Linked DNA regions of Sus scrofa: region 1 is linked to region 2. A link is a contact called in public Hi-C data. All regions are on one chromosome and are shown on one strand. The core of a region is the stretch at or near the end of the contact, and the rest is flanking DNA. Distances in the headings are between cores, read along the strand shown. Region 1 overlaps ELOVL5 (elongation of very long chain fatty acids protein 5). Region 2 overlaps GCM1 (chorion-specific transcription factor GCMa).

What was found. A called contact is a pair of places that touch in the nucleus more often than the background predicts.
Region 1: a contact with region 2 is called in a Hi-C map of liver, with 2.8 times the contacts expected there. The contact joins two enhancer-like sites. A contact is called at or near these places in 1 of 5 promoter capture datasets (liver) and 2 of 47 Hi-C or Micro-C datasets (both in liver).

What each region holds. Positions count from the first base shown.
Region 1 is chr7:46,879,677-46,886,638 of Sscrofa11.1, forward strand. ELOVL5 (elongation of very long chain fatty acids protein 5) reads right to left here. Exons shown (of 8, transcript XM_021098831.1): 3 at 2,843-3,030. Among named protein-coding and RNA genes, the nearest start is that of ELOVL5, 50 kb to the right of the region's middle. Within about 2 kb of position 3,470, at least 4 of the 83 cell types and tissues checked have an H3K27ac peak or open chromatin away from gene starts, as enhancers often do. A contact at or near this core is called in liver, where this site is marked.
Region 2 is chr7:46,779,620-46,786,283 of Sscrofa11.1, forward strand. The region is part of intron 2 of GCM1 (chorion-specific transcription factor GCMa); the gene reads right to left. Among named protein-coding and RNA genes, the nearest start is that of GCM1, 15 kb to the right of the region's middle. Within about 2 kb of position 3,207, at least 1 of the 83 cell types and tissues checked has an H3K27ac peak or open chromatin away from gene starts, as enhancers often do. A contact at or near this core is called in liver, where this site is marked.

The DNA.
Region 1 (6,962 bases), core at 2,220-4,719, 100 kb after region 2:
TGAGCAAGTAAACTGGAGTCCAGCCTGGGCACACTCTACACAACGAGGAAAAAGCCACAAGCTGGTAAGTGGGAAAATGGGGGTTCTCAATCTTGGGGACAAGGGGAAAGACATGCAGAAAGAACAGTGGGGCTTCCATTCAGATGAAAGACGCTCTGGTCTATGGTCTACAGTCATACCACCCTGAACACGCCCGATCCTGTCTGAAATATGCCCTGGACTTATGGGTAGAAAGGCACGAAAGATTTTTATATCTGCTATGAGGCCACAGTTTTACAAAGCTGAGTTACTCATGCAAACTAAGTGGTTTCTCTTCTATAACTTGATGTTTTTACTGCTGAGCCTCCCTCACCGACTGTGATCTTAGACAACACCTAATTTAATAAGAGAAAGCTCAAAGGCTTGCTGTGCAGTCCTTGACTCCCAATCTGAAAGACACCAAACACACTTCTCATCAGGGATCTATGACCTTGTTCCTGGAATAAACACCACCGTTGATGAGGTGATTACAAGGAAGACCACGTCTCTCCTTCCAATTTTCTTTCTACCAAATGTATAAGCTATGAACAAGTCTACGTTCTTCCTACATCTTAAACTCAGTTTCACAGTTTCAAAACAGTCCTTTAGTTATTTCCTTCTTCTGGTTATTTTAAAGCTTCAGGGATTCCCCTCTCATTTCCTTTTTATCTCCCTCTTTCAAGATTTCTCCTTGTCTCCTTTAAGTGACAGTTCATTTTATTTGTATTAGCCTGAACTTTTGCCAAGGCAGCTGTGAATTCATACCACAGGATTAAAGAAACAAAGATATCAATGGCTACATATTTATTTTTAAGATTCTTTACAGATCTGAATATGCAAGATAAGCAGGAGGGTAAATAAAGACTAATCGTTGTGACCACACCCAGAGTATAACCACAGGGCAATGGCTCCAACTCTTGGTTTATGTAAGTACGGGGGAAAAAAAAAGTCAGACAAAACAAAATGTAAAAACTATCTAATGTGGGTACCAGGGTTTATTTTCCACTGTGGAATATGGGATCTGGGTCTATTTTTATAAACTTGATTTAAGGAATATTACCTCCTTATCTGTAACTTTTCTAAGTACTCTAAATTGTTAGTTTGAAATGCTATTTCCCTCTCTATACTTCCTTAGTCTCTATAGTCAGGGCTGAGACACTGTCTCACCAAACTGTCAGAGGAAAACCTGTGCCTCCTCTGGCAATGCTCTCAGAATCCCCCAAATTCGCTCACATGCAGATAAGCAACCTCTGCAGCACTTTTTCCCCCTTCTTTACCAGAGAGGGACCTGTTTAAGAGGTGAATTATGATGAAGTTGTCATTGTACTTCTAGGGTTTGGGAAACATATAAAGCATCTACTTAAGTTCTACAAGGTATAATCGTCATAAATGCTTTTTCTCTAGAATATTGCCATGTGTAATAATAAACTCTACATCCTTCCTAAGGAAACAGCTCTATCATCTATCAATTACAAGAAAGCAGATGGTTCTCTGTGACACCTGATGGCTTGCTGCAGTTTTGTCCCTGGAAATGAGCACAGCGAGGGGCCCACTCCTGTGCGGCCCCCGCCTCTGGGCCTGTAAACTCCACCTCGGAGGCTAATTAAACTGCCTTCGCTCTGGAATAGGACAGAAAAGAAGCAAAAAAGGCGTTGTAAGCATTTCACAGAATGTCAAGCACAAAAGCAGTGATGGGAGCATTTAGCACCCTGTCATAAATCTTTACCTTGGTTTAGGAAAATACACATGGGGGAACCAGACCCAGATCTGCCCCCCCCCGCCCCCCCTCCCCCACCACAGCGCCTATGACAGTCAGACACAGTGCCTCCCGCTGCTCCTGCATCACACCATCACACACACACACACAGGGATCCCTGCACAGCCAGAGGCCAAGGAGGAATTCACTCTAAGATCTGTACTGACTTCTCCCCTCTTTTTCAGTACTCCTTGGAGAATTAAAGCCACATGGAAGGTTAAAAAGGAGCACTAAAAAGTGTTTGTTTTACATAAGGCTTAATTCTCCACCCCAGAGATTCGGCTGCAGTTTTGTGTTATAACCTGAAGGGAGTAGTTTTGCCCCTAAAACGTACACAAACTGTACTTAGCACAGATGGAGCTTTCCTTCCCTTCTAACTTTAAAGGCTAAATGACTAGACTATCAAAACAGGTGAGACCTATGTGTTGATTCCAACGTGTCTTTCACTCTTACTTAAGCCGTGGAGATCATCAAATTTGCTTTTCAACATCCCTATTATATAGACAAAAAAAATAATCTGGCCTCTTACGCAGGCCATTCAAACCCTTAAAGCAGACCTCACTATCTACTCTTCTAAGCTTTAAAAAAATAACCTGTCAAATCTTCAAGCTGTTTACAGTGACAAGATCAGGACAGAGACGCTGATTTATCACAAACACAGCAAATGCAAGCCCTGCCCACTTTCTCTCTCTACCTCCAAACAGAAAACAGGCATTTATTAAATGCTTAGTAATACGATGCTCACAGATGTGTTTTTCATGTTCTGTTCATTTTCCACTCTGTATTTTGCTTGCAAGAGAGTATTTCTGAAATACTTATTTTAATTCTAAGTGTAATACAAAACATAAATAACAAAAGAATCAATAGCAAAGCCTGCTATGTTAGATATTCCAGGAGGCGTATTTGTACAAATAACTCTGGCATTTTGAAAAATCGATTCTAGAACATCCTCGCAACGCATTACTGTACCTGCCCTCCCTGTTCTCTCCCCGCATGCACTTAGAGACACAATTCAGGATGGCGGCATGTCCATTTAAGTGAGACGAGACCGGGCTGCCCCTCACCTACCTCATAGAACATATAGAGAGAAAGCAGTGTGAGTCCAAGGTTATACACAACCAAAATCCCCCGGCAAGAGAATGGCTGCCTATTCTTCATATATTTTGGTCCCAGCCACACAATTAGCAAGTATAGGATGGAGCAGACCAAAGTAGGGATGTAATTGTCCAGAAGAAACCATCCTTTTACTCTGAGATCTGGAAAAGAAGAAAAGAAAAACATTTAGTGATTGATAAAGCAGATACAAAAATAACCACGATGTTTTTCAAACATTAGAAATTTTCTCTAACCACACTTTTCCAGTCATCACCTACTACAGTTGTTCTTCAGGTAACAGAAAAGCGACTAGAAGAGGAAGTGAGTCTTTAATATACAGCCTGCAAAGTGACACTGTCATTCATGTTCTGAATAACGACGTGGAAATTTTTCATGGGTTTTGCTAAGAAAAATACTTAAAAAAAAAAACCTTTCTAAAGTCTCTTAAAGAAAACAAAGAGAAAGCTCAAATCTCCATTAACATGACTGATGAACTAGGCTTGCTGAATGACGCAAGGGACAACGAAACCCTAGCAATGCAGTCTTGGGGCTCCAAAGTCCTCCATTTCAGCCACGTGTCAGCAAATTTGCCCATGTATGTGGACTCAGGAAATGTGCCACTCAGCCAGCTCTGTGATCGCAGCAGTGTCTGCTAGGAGTGCTGTGGTCAACAGCAGAGGGGACGATGACTTTTTTTTTTTTTTAAAGTGAGGGTAAAGAGGCAATGACCAGATAAGTGACTGTTTAAGAGAAGATCGACACTGATTCCAGGAAATTACTGGTGGAGGAGGAACCTCCCCTTTTCTAGAAAGGACGGGAAAGGAAAAGGAAAACTCATTCCAAGTAGCTACCTTGGCAATCTGACAGCCCTCTCCTGGATGGGAGCAAACTCGCTGGCACTCAGATCCCCCAGGTGTCATCTGTCCCCTGAGAGAGTCCATCCTCTAGCTGACTCTGCAACATAGTCCCCCCTGCATCCTGCTACGGTGAGCCCCACACCTGTTGCCCTCCATCTATCCACCCTCCAAGGCCCAGGGGGAGCTCAGAGGACAGGTCAGTTTCACCTCCTCTATTGTCTAAGCAGCAGCAGCTAAGTGAGGACAGTCCTGGCCCCTTCTTTGACCTGACCAGGACATCTTGCTACTCTCTCCAATGCTTTCCTTTGACTTTGTAGGACAAGTAGAGGTTAAGTAGAGCATTTGTCCACTTGGGGAACCGCTGTCAGCCTCCTTTCCTGCAGACCCTCTAAGTTCCCCCAGTGCTTCTTTCTTCTCTTGGCTTCAGAGGGAGATATCTCCACCCTCTCTCCACCAGTGATGCCAGGATGGGGTGTTGGAGGGGGTTACTGTTTGGTCCGTGGAACTGTGCTTCTAAGAGGCCTTCGAGGAGTTCCCATCGTGGCTCAGTGGTTAACAAATCCGGCTAGGAACCATGAGGTTGCTGGTTCGATCCCTGGCCTTGTTCAGTGGGTTAAGGATCCGGCGTTGCTGTGGCTGTGGTGTAGGCCAGCAGCTACAGCTCGGATTAGACCCCTAGCCTGGGAACCTCCATATGCCATGCATACGGCCCTAGAAATGACAAAAAGACAAAAAAAAAAAAAAAAAAAAAAAAAGAGGCCTTCGAGGAAGAGGCTGCTCCAGCAAACTTAACAAGGGGATTTTTTTTTTTTTTTTTTTGTCTTTTTGCTATTTCTTTGGGCCGCTCCCGCGGCATATGGAGGTTCCCAGGCTAGGGGTCAAATCGGAGCTGCAGCCACCGGCCTACGCCAGAGCCACAGCAACGCAGGATCCGAGCCACGTCTGTAACCTACACCACAGCTCACGGCAACGCCGGATCGTCAACCCACTGAGCAAGGGCAGGGACCGAACCCGCAGCCTCATGGTTCCTAGTCAGATTCGTTAACCACTGCGCCACGACGGGAACTCCCACAAGGGGATTCTTAACACTCTTTGTTTTCAGCTCTGGGCCTTAAGCTGTCAATTCTGGGAAAATAAGTTCCTACTCAGAACTAACATCAGACTGTCACATAAGTTTGTGTGCATCTACATATCACCAGCACCATAAGTGCACACACAAAAACCACTCATTTTTTAAGTTAAAGCTGTCTGTTCCTTGCTTTTTTAATTTTATAACTGGAGTTCCTGTTGTGGCTCAGTGGTGACGAACCCGACCAGAATCCATGAGGATGCGGGCTCCATCTCTGGCCTTACTCAGTGCGTTAAGGATCCCATGTTGCCATGAGCTGCAGCACAGGTCGCAAATGCAGCTCAGATCCCTTGTTGCTGTGGCTGTGGTGTAGGCTGGCAGCTACAGCTCCCACTGGACCGCCAGCCTGGGAACTTCCATATGCCACAGGTGTGGCCCTAAAAAGACCAAAAAAAAAAAAAAAGGCACCAACAGTGTCTCAAGATACATAACGCATGCATTCATCTCAGTGGATAGCAAAAGTGGTCTCATGGCTATGTCAAAGTTAGACTGACAGACAGGAGCCAAAAGACATGAGAAAAAAATCAAATAATATTCTAAGCACACACAATATTAATAATGAGATAGAAGGAAATATCTTTAAAAAATAAATAAAGAGGTGTTCCCATCGTGGCGCAGTGCAAACGAATCCAACTAGGAACCATGAGGTTGGGGATTCGATCCCTGGCCTCGCTCAGTGGGTTAAGGATCCGGTGTTGCCAGGAACTGTGGTATAGGGTGTGGTATAGGCTGGCAGCTGTAGCTCTGATTTGATTCCGAGCCTGGGAACCTCCACATGCCGTGCATGAGGCCCTAAAAAGCAAAAATAAATAAATAAATTAATTAATTAATTTTATAATAGCTCTTTATATTTCCATATCACCAAGCATCCAAGTACTTCCTGGGTGGTTGGCCCAGGCAGTAAATCCTTAGGGCTTGAGGCAACAGCAGAGCTCTAACCCCCTCCCTGCCTGGTGACTGGTTCAGACACGGGCAGGTGGAGGGACCATGGCCACTGGGCTCTGAGGAGACGATAGTTTCTGAAGGGCTCTGGGGAAGTTTCCTCATCCTTAAAACCATGCAAATGATCAGATTTCTTCCTCATCTTCTGGAAATGCAACCTGGAGCTGCAGCAGCCACAAAAAGTGGGAGACCCACCCTGAGGACGGAGTTGCAATATACTGAGGATGAAAGGTAGGAAGTGGTAAAACCGATGGGCCGTGGCTAACATCATAAAGCCCGTGAAATAACTCAGAGCTCGTAATCTAAGTTAATATTTTTTATTTGTATTTCAGTCTTTTTTTTTTTTTTGTCTTTTTAGGGCCACGCCCTTTGCATATAGAGGTTCCCAGGCTAGGGATCAAATTGGAGCTGTAGCCACTGGCCACAGCCACAGCCATGCCAGATCCATCCATGTCTGCGACCTATGCCATAGCTCACGGCATTGCCAGATCCTGAACCCACTGAGCAAGGCTAGGGATCGAACCTGTATCCTCACGGATTTGTTAACCACTGAGCCGCGACAGGAACTCCTATTTCATAAAGCTGGATTTTTTTGGGTCCCATAAAGCTGAAAGAAGGCATTGTCCCAACACAAACACAGGCAGATGGACCTAGCTTGTTCCTTCCCATGGGCTATACACTTACTCAATCTAGAATTCAACTTGTCCCCTTCCGATGGACATCTAGGTTATTTCCAGTTTTGACAAGCAATGCTGGTAGGGAATATCCTACATACATCTTTACTGCGTCAAAGAGCATGTGCATTTTAATTTCAACACAAAACACAACTGCCCTCCAGAGAGATTTCCCCAAGTTAGGTCCTTTCTCCACATCTTCACCATCATCACAGACGGTACCAGCCTTACTTCATCTCTGCCGTACTAACAGATGAAGTTCCTTTTGTTTTCTTTTGTATTTTAAAAACCATGAGCAAAACTGAGAATCTTTTCATGCATTTCAAAGCCTCTTGTTGTCTTCCTGTGTCTCTCTGTGAACCTAAAAAGTTCCTTCTTTACAGGTAAGACATTGTAGATGATATGAAAAGAAGGTGTGCTATGGAGCTGACTTACTTCCTGAAAGATAATAAAAAACCAGGAGGATAAGACCTGAGCTCAGGGGTGTATGC
Region 2 (6,664 bases), core at 1,957-4,456:
TTTGTCTTTTTTTTTAGTACCACACAGGAGGTGTATGGAGGCTCCAGGCTAGGGGTCGAATGGGAGCTGTAGCCACCAGCCTACACCAGAGCCACAGCAACTCAGGATCTGAGCCTCATCTTTGACCTACACACAGCTTTCGGCAACCCTGGATCCTTAACCCACTGAGCAAGGCCAGGGATGGAACCGCATCCTCATGGATGCTAGTCAGGTTCTTAACTGAGCCGCAATGGGAACTCCTGCCAGTTTTTCTTTAATAAGAATAGTTTATTAATTCCTTATAAATAAATGCTTCCCAATAAAACAGGGCTAGCAAAGAGATACACATTAAAACAAATCAGAGAGAGGGAAAAACTTAGATTTACCTATGCAACACAGAAAAAAAAAAAATTCGACCAGCATTTTGACTTACCTTCAACATTTCAAGAATTTAGCTCTTTTGAGCCAGCTGGAAACCCAGCTCCAAGTGTTATCCAAGGGAGAAATACAATTCAACAAAATGCTTTTGAGTTAACTTAAAAATGACTCTTTTGGGAGTTCCCGTCGTGGCGCAGTGGTTAACGAATCCGACTAGGAACCATGAGGTTGCGGGTTCGGTCCCTGCCCTTGCTCAGTGGGTTAACGATCCGGCGTTGCCGTGAGCTGTGGTGTAGGTTGCAGACGCGGCTCGGATCCCGAGTTGCTGTGGCTCTGGCGTAGGCCGGTGGCTACAGCTCCGATTCAGCCCCTAGCCTGGGAACCTCCATATGCCGCGGGAGCGGCCCAAGAAATAGTAACAACAACAACAAAAGACAAAAAAAAAAAAAAAAAAGACTCTTTTGGCTAACCTGCAATTTCCTACCTCAGGTTCCTGCCTCAGATTCCAAACTCTGTCAGATCCCCTTCTTTTCTCCCTTTCCTTTCCAACTCTACCCAGCTCAGCAAGGGACCTTCTGAGGAGAGTCTTTGCTACTACAGATGCAGTAATGCTCCCATCCCCATCTCCCGGAAGCATAGGGTAGAGGAAGAATTCTGGTCCCAGTGCGACCCAATGCCCAATGGAGTCTATATAGATGGAGCTGTCCCATAGAGTTCAAATGACCTTGAGATGGAGGAGAAAGCTGGACATGGAGTTCCCTGGTGGCTCAGTGCATTAAGGACCTGGTGTTGTTACTGTTGTGGCACAGGTTTGATCCCTGGCCCGGGAACTTCCACAAGCCATGGGGGTGGCCAAAAAAAAAAAAAGAGGGCTGGACAAAAAGGACAAAGTCATGAGTGTTCCCTTCAGACCAACAACAACATGACCTGATCATGCAGTCAGGTAATAATTGACCAGAACTCCAGAATCTAGTTTACCCGTTAGCTCCCTCATGCCAAGACACATCTGATTACATTTATCTACATGAATTCACAGAATGAGCCCAAAGATTCTCCTCTGCTTGTAAGACAGAGGCAAAGGAAAATGCACTGCTTAAAATCATAATCCAGGAGTTCCCAATGTGGCGCAGTAGGTTAAGGATCCGGCATTGTCTCTGCAGTGGCTCAGGTCGCTGCTGAGGTGTGGGTTTGATCCCTAGCCTGGAAACTTCCATATGCTGTGGGTGTGGCAAAAAAACAAAAATTAAAAATTAAAAATAAATTTAAAAGGAGTTCCCGTCGTGGCGCAGCGGAAACGAATCCGACTAGGGACCGTAGGGTTATGGACTCTATCCCTGGCCTTGCTCAGTGGGTTAAGGATCCGGTGTTGCCGTGAGCTGTGGTGTAGGTTGCAGATGCAGCTCAGATCTGGTGTTGCTGTGGCTCTGGTGTAGGCCGGTGGCTACAGCTCTGATTAGACCCCTGGCCTGGGAACCTTCATATGCTGCGGCCCTAAAAAGACGGAAGACTAAATAAATAAATAAATAAATTTAAAAACTTAATCTTGGTCCAGGAATTAACTCATCAGAGATGTGGCCACTTTTTTTAATTTATTATTTTTATTAAAGTGTAGTTGATTTATAATGTGCCAATTTCTGCTGTACAGCAAAGTGACCTATCGTACACACACGATGTGGCCACTTTGATGTTGATTCACCAGGCTTTAGGTGGGCTTGTAATTATGTTTAGCCTAGGTACAGTTTTAGGTTTTCTCTACAAAAAGAGTACTTAAACCTTGGAATTGTGTGACTTAATGGCCCCATGTAGCTTTAGTCATGGGTTTAATCTGAAAACCGCTTGTGCTCAGAAACAAAATGATTCTGGGTGTTTGTCTGCTGCGGTGCTTATTGGAACTCTGTGCCCTGCTCAGAGAAACTGGCAGGTGATGGGAGCGGCATGCCTGCCTTGCATCTCCCTGCTAAGCGGGTCCTATTTAGGAGAAAAAAGAATTGATTTTCTTCCTGATTTTCAATCAGAAAAAAAAATTTCTTAAGGATTCAAAGCTCTCAAATATTACAATCAGTATTAATGAAAAGTGTCCAAGTGACAAACCACGCAATGAACATTTTTAGTGAAGATAAGTCTAACCCAAACCCAGACATTTGCAAACACTAAAGCAATTACATTTGGACTTTTAAAATGCAAACATAATTTATGGGACTAGGAAGGGAAAGCAAAATTGGTGTATTACATCACTCGAGCAGAATAAAGAAACTTTTTTTGGCAGTACTGCAGCACTCAGAAATTCCCAGGCCAAGGATCGAACCCATGCCACAGCAGAGACCTGAGCTGACAATATCGGATTCTTAACCCGATGTGCCCCCAGGGAACTCTCTGGAATAAAGAAGCTTTTATTGATGATGGTTTCTAGTAAGTTAGGTGCCTGCAATTCTGGGCTGGCTCCCTGGGGGGCTGGATAAAGAAGTGGTATCGAAATAACAAGTTAGACAAGCAGCCAGAAACAAGTGAAATGGAGATTTATAAAGACATATATGCAGCTGAAAGAAAGGAGAAGCATACGTGAAACCAATCCAGGGAGGGATGACTTAGTGAGGACAAGAGACTCTCCAGGCCTTAGATCTGATCATGATGCTTTCCAGCCCAATAAGCTTCCCACTGTCTTTAAAATAACCAAATCCTCTTAGGACAACCTGCATCTGAACCACCTTTCAGGCCAGAGGCCTTCAGATCTCCTTGCCAAAAGTAGCCATGGAATAGACCTCAAATTCAGGGGCCCAAACTCTTATCTTCATCTGACCTAACCCTCTCACATTGCACAAGGTACCTGTCCAGAGCAAGCCCTTTGCCAAATCCTCTGCCTAGCTCCCTGTGCCCTCGTTATGCTGAATTACATACACCTTCTTTCAGCACCTGTAGCATTTTTCTCTGTGGCATTGATTCTCTGTTTGGGCACTGATCTTGTTCCACAGGCCCCAGCAGGTCATTAGCCTTCCATGGAAGTTAACCTGGCTTAGTGGTCCCTGTACCCCTGGGCCCATTATTGTGTCTGGCACATACCAGTCACTCAAAAATCTCTGATGTCCTGGTGAGGATGTCATTGTTCACTGTGGCCAAAAATTAAACAACAAATTGGATCTATCTGGGAAGTATAAAGGGCTGTGGAAACCAGGACCAGAACATGCAATGAGCTCTCAGGTGACCATCTTGAAACTTGAAGCAGGTGAATGGACTAACAAGAAAGGAATGTGACTGCAAGTTGCAGGAATTTGCCGGAATCCTGGCAAGAAGATACAAACAAACTATGAAAAACAAACTATAAATTCTTGGTATGGGTGGGACAGAGAATGAAATTGGGGAAATATATAATAATTACAAGCCATTGATGGCTTTTATAAATGTAATCCTTTAAAATATATCTTTAATGCCCAAACAGGTAGACACTTAGCGCCTGTAGGGCTGCATGAAAAGCGGGCTCCACGAAAAGCGGGCTCCACGATCAAAATAAGTTAGGGCAACATAGCCAACACAGCCTCCCTTTGGGAGCGCCACCAGTGCAATAAGAAAGGCACCAGGTCTGCAGTAAAGATATCTGCTTAACTTGGTTAAACTTAGTACTTCCTTTCTTCCTTCACAGTACCCATTAAAATTCCCCATAACTTACATACTACAGAACACATTTTGGGAACACGTCTGTTCTAAACAGCTTAGAGATTTAGGCAGAGTATATAAAGAATTACTATTTTCATTTTATAGAGGTGGTAACAAAGACTAAGGAAAATAGATTTGTTTAAACAACAAATGCTGGAAAGGGTGTGGAGAAAAGGGAACCCTCCTACACATTTGGTGGGAATGTAAGCTGGTGCAGCCACTGTGGAAAACAGTACGAAGATTCCTCAGAAAACTAAAAACAGAATTACCGTATGATTCAGCAATCCCACTCCTGGGCAGATATCCAGACGAAACTATAACTCAAAGAAATACATGCACCCCTATGTTCATAGCAGCACTATTCACAATAGACAAGACATGGAAAAAACCTAAATGTCCATCGACAGATGAATGGACACAGAAGATGTCGCAGACACGGCTCAGATCTCGCATTGCTGTGGCTGTGGTGTAGGCCGGCAGCTACAGCCCCAATTAGACCCCTAGCCCAGGAACCTCCATATGCTGCGGGAGTGGCCCTAGAAAAGGCAAAAAGACAAAAAAACAAAACAAAACAAAACAAAAAAACACCCATTTGCATAAACGAATCACTTTACTGTGCAGCAGAAATTAATACAACATTGTAAATCAATTATACCCGAACTGAAAAAAAAGAAAATAGATTTGCTTAGAGTCACGCAGATGAAAAGCCACAGAGCCATGCATTAGTGAATTTCATATTTGTCGTTTGTGTCTAACATGAGCCAGGCAGTGTGGTTGGCACCAGGTCCCCATTCTAGGGTTTAGGCTACCTTTCCCAATCTCAGGTCCCTGAATCCTAGACTGTAAGAACTAAAAGGGTCCCTAAGAGAGCATTTAGTGCAACCACCTCATTTTCAGAAGAGGACAGGGAATCTCAAAAAGGCTAAACCACCTTGTGTCATTCTACAAATAAAAGGAGGCGGAATTGGGATTCAAAGCCGGGGTGTGATCTCCTGGCTCGCTTCTCCCAGTTCACCACTCTGACTTCAGAAATGCTCTCAAAATATACAACCTAATGTGCTTTGGAAATCCTTCTAAGACCTTTTATTTTTCACTTCAACCGAGTCTTGCTAGGATTCCAAAGCCAGCAGAAACCCAAATGAGGACGGTGTTGATGCTGCTTAGAAAATACTAAGGAACGTTTTGCACTTAGAATCATTTCCCTGGCATATTTAATACATTGAAGGCCATTTACATATTTCCATGAGCAATCAGACTTTTTCTATGAACTAAAAAAATTATACGTTTCCAAAGCTGTGTGTTTTTGTTGGACATGTCTCAGTTTAACGTCTTGGGGAGCTGAGAATGCTTTTGTTTTGGAAAATTCATGTTGGAACATGAACTTATATCAGGCCTGAGATCCCCTCCAGGGAAGTGTTTCTTCCTTTCTTTTGTCTACAGATCTGATGAACGATATGAATCCTCTGTCCCAGAAAAAAATTATATGTGAGTACAGCGTTGCCTGCCATTTCAGAAGGTTCTCAGAACCCATGAAAACTCCCGCTGTAGCATATGACTTGGCAAAAATCACCTATGAACCTGCTTCCTTCTTGATTTTGTCTTGATTTTACGCCCAGTGTCTCTATTTGGGGGCTGCCCTCATGTGTTAAGGGATATGGGTCCCTGAGCCTGGAGTGATCAAAATTTACCTTCAAGTTTCCCCTAAAACGGCTACAACAATTGTAAAGCAATTTATAAGCAACGACAAATCCCTAAAATAACTATTTGCGTGATTTAGCTGTGGTGGCTTTAACCATCCTTACATGAACGGAGAGTAGGGCGTACTCTGGGCTCCGCAGCTCTTCTAAGACCCACTGGGAGAAAACAGGGGAAGGGAGTTAAGGAGAAACATGAGAAACAAAAGAAACACTTCATCAGAGTAAAATCTGGAATGGTTATAAATCCAGACTGGGGAGGAGTTCCGTGGGTTAAGGACCTAATATCTCCATGAGGATGCGGGTTCAATCCTTGGCCTTGCTCTCTGGGTTAAGGATCTGGTGTTGCTGCAAGCTATGCATAGGTTTCAGATGCGACTTGGATCTGGTGTGGCTGTGGCTGTGCCATAGGCCAGCAGCTGCAGCTCTGATCTGACTGCTAGCTGGGAACTTCCATATGCCACAGGTGCAATCATAAAGAGAAGAAGAAGGAAAAACAAAAAACAAAAAAAGACTGGGGGATCCCCATTGTCTCTCTCCTGCTTGGGATAATTCAAATTTCTTGTTCCCTAAAATCAGGAAGACTGGCTTAACCTTTCCTCACATTCCTGGTGGTGTCCAGTAGTCTTTCCTAGTCACCTTTCCCAACAACTTCCAGTAGAAGCATTCTTCGAAGGCCACAAAGGGAGGTCAAAGTAGTCAGTTTTAAACAATGAATGTTTTCCACCAGATTGAGACTTAAAAAGTCAATTGCCAAAAGGCGCTGCAATGATATGCGACATTAATAACAGGAAACACGAGTGGAGGGTTTGGGGAAACTGTTTTTACAGTCTTCCCTTTTTCTGTAATTCTGAGACCATTCAAAAATTAAAAGTTTATGGAGTTCCCGTCGTGGCACAGTGGTTAATGAATCTGACTAGGAACCATGAGGTTGCGGGTTCAATCCCTGGCCTTGCTCAGCCGGT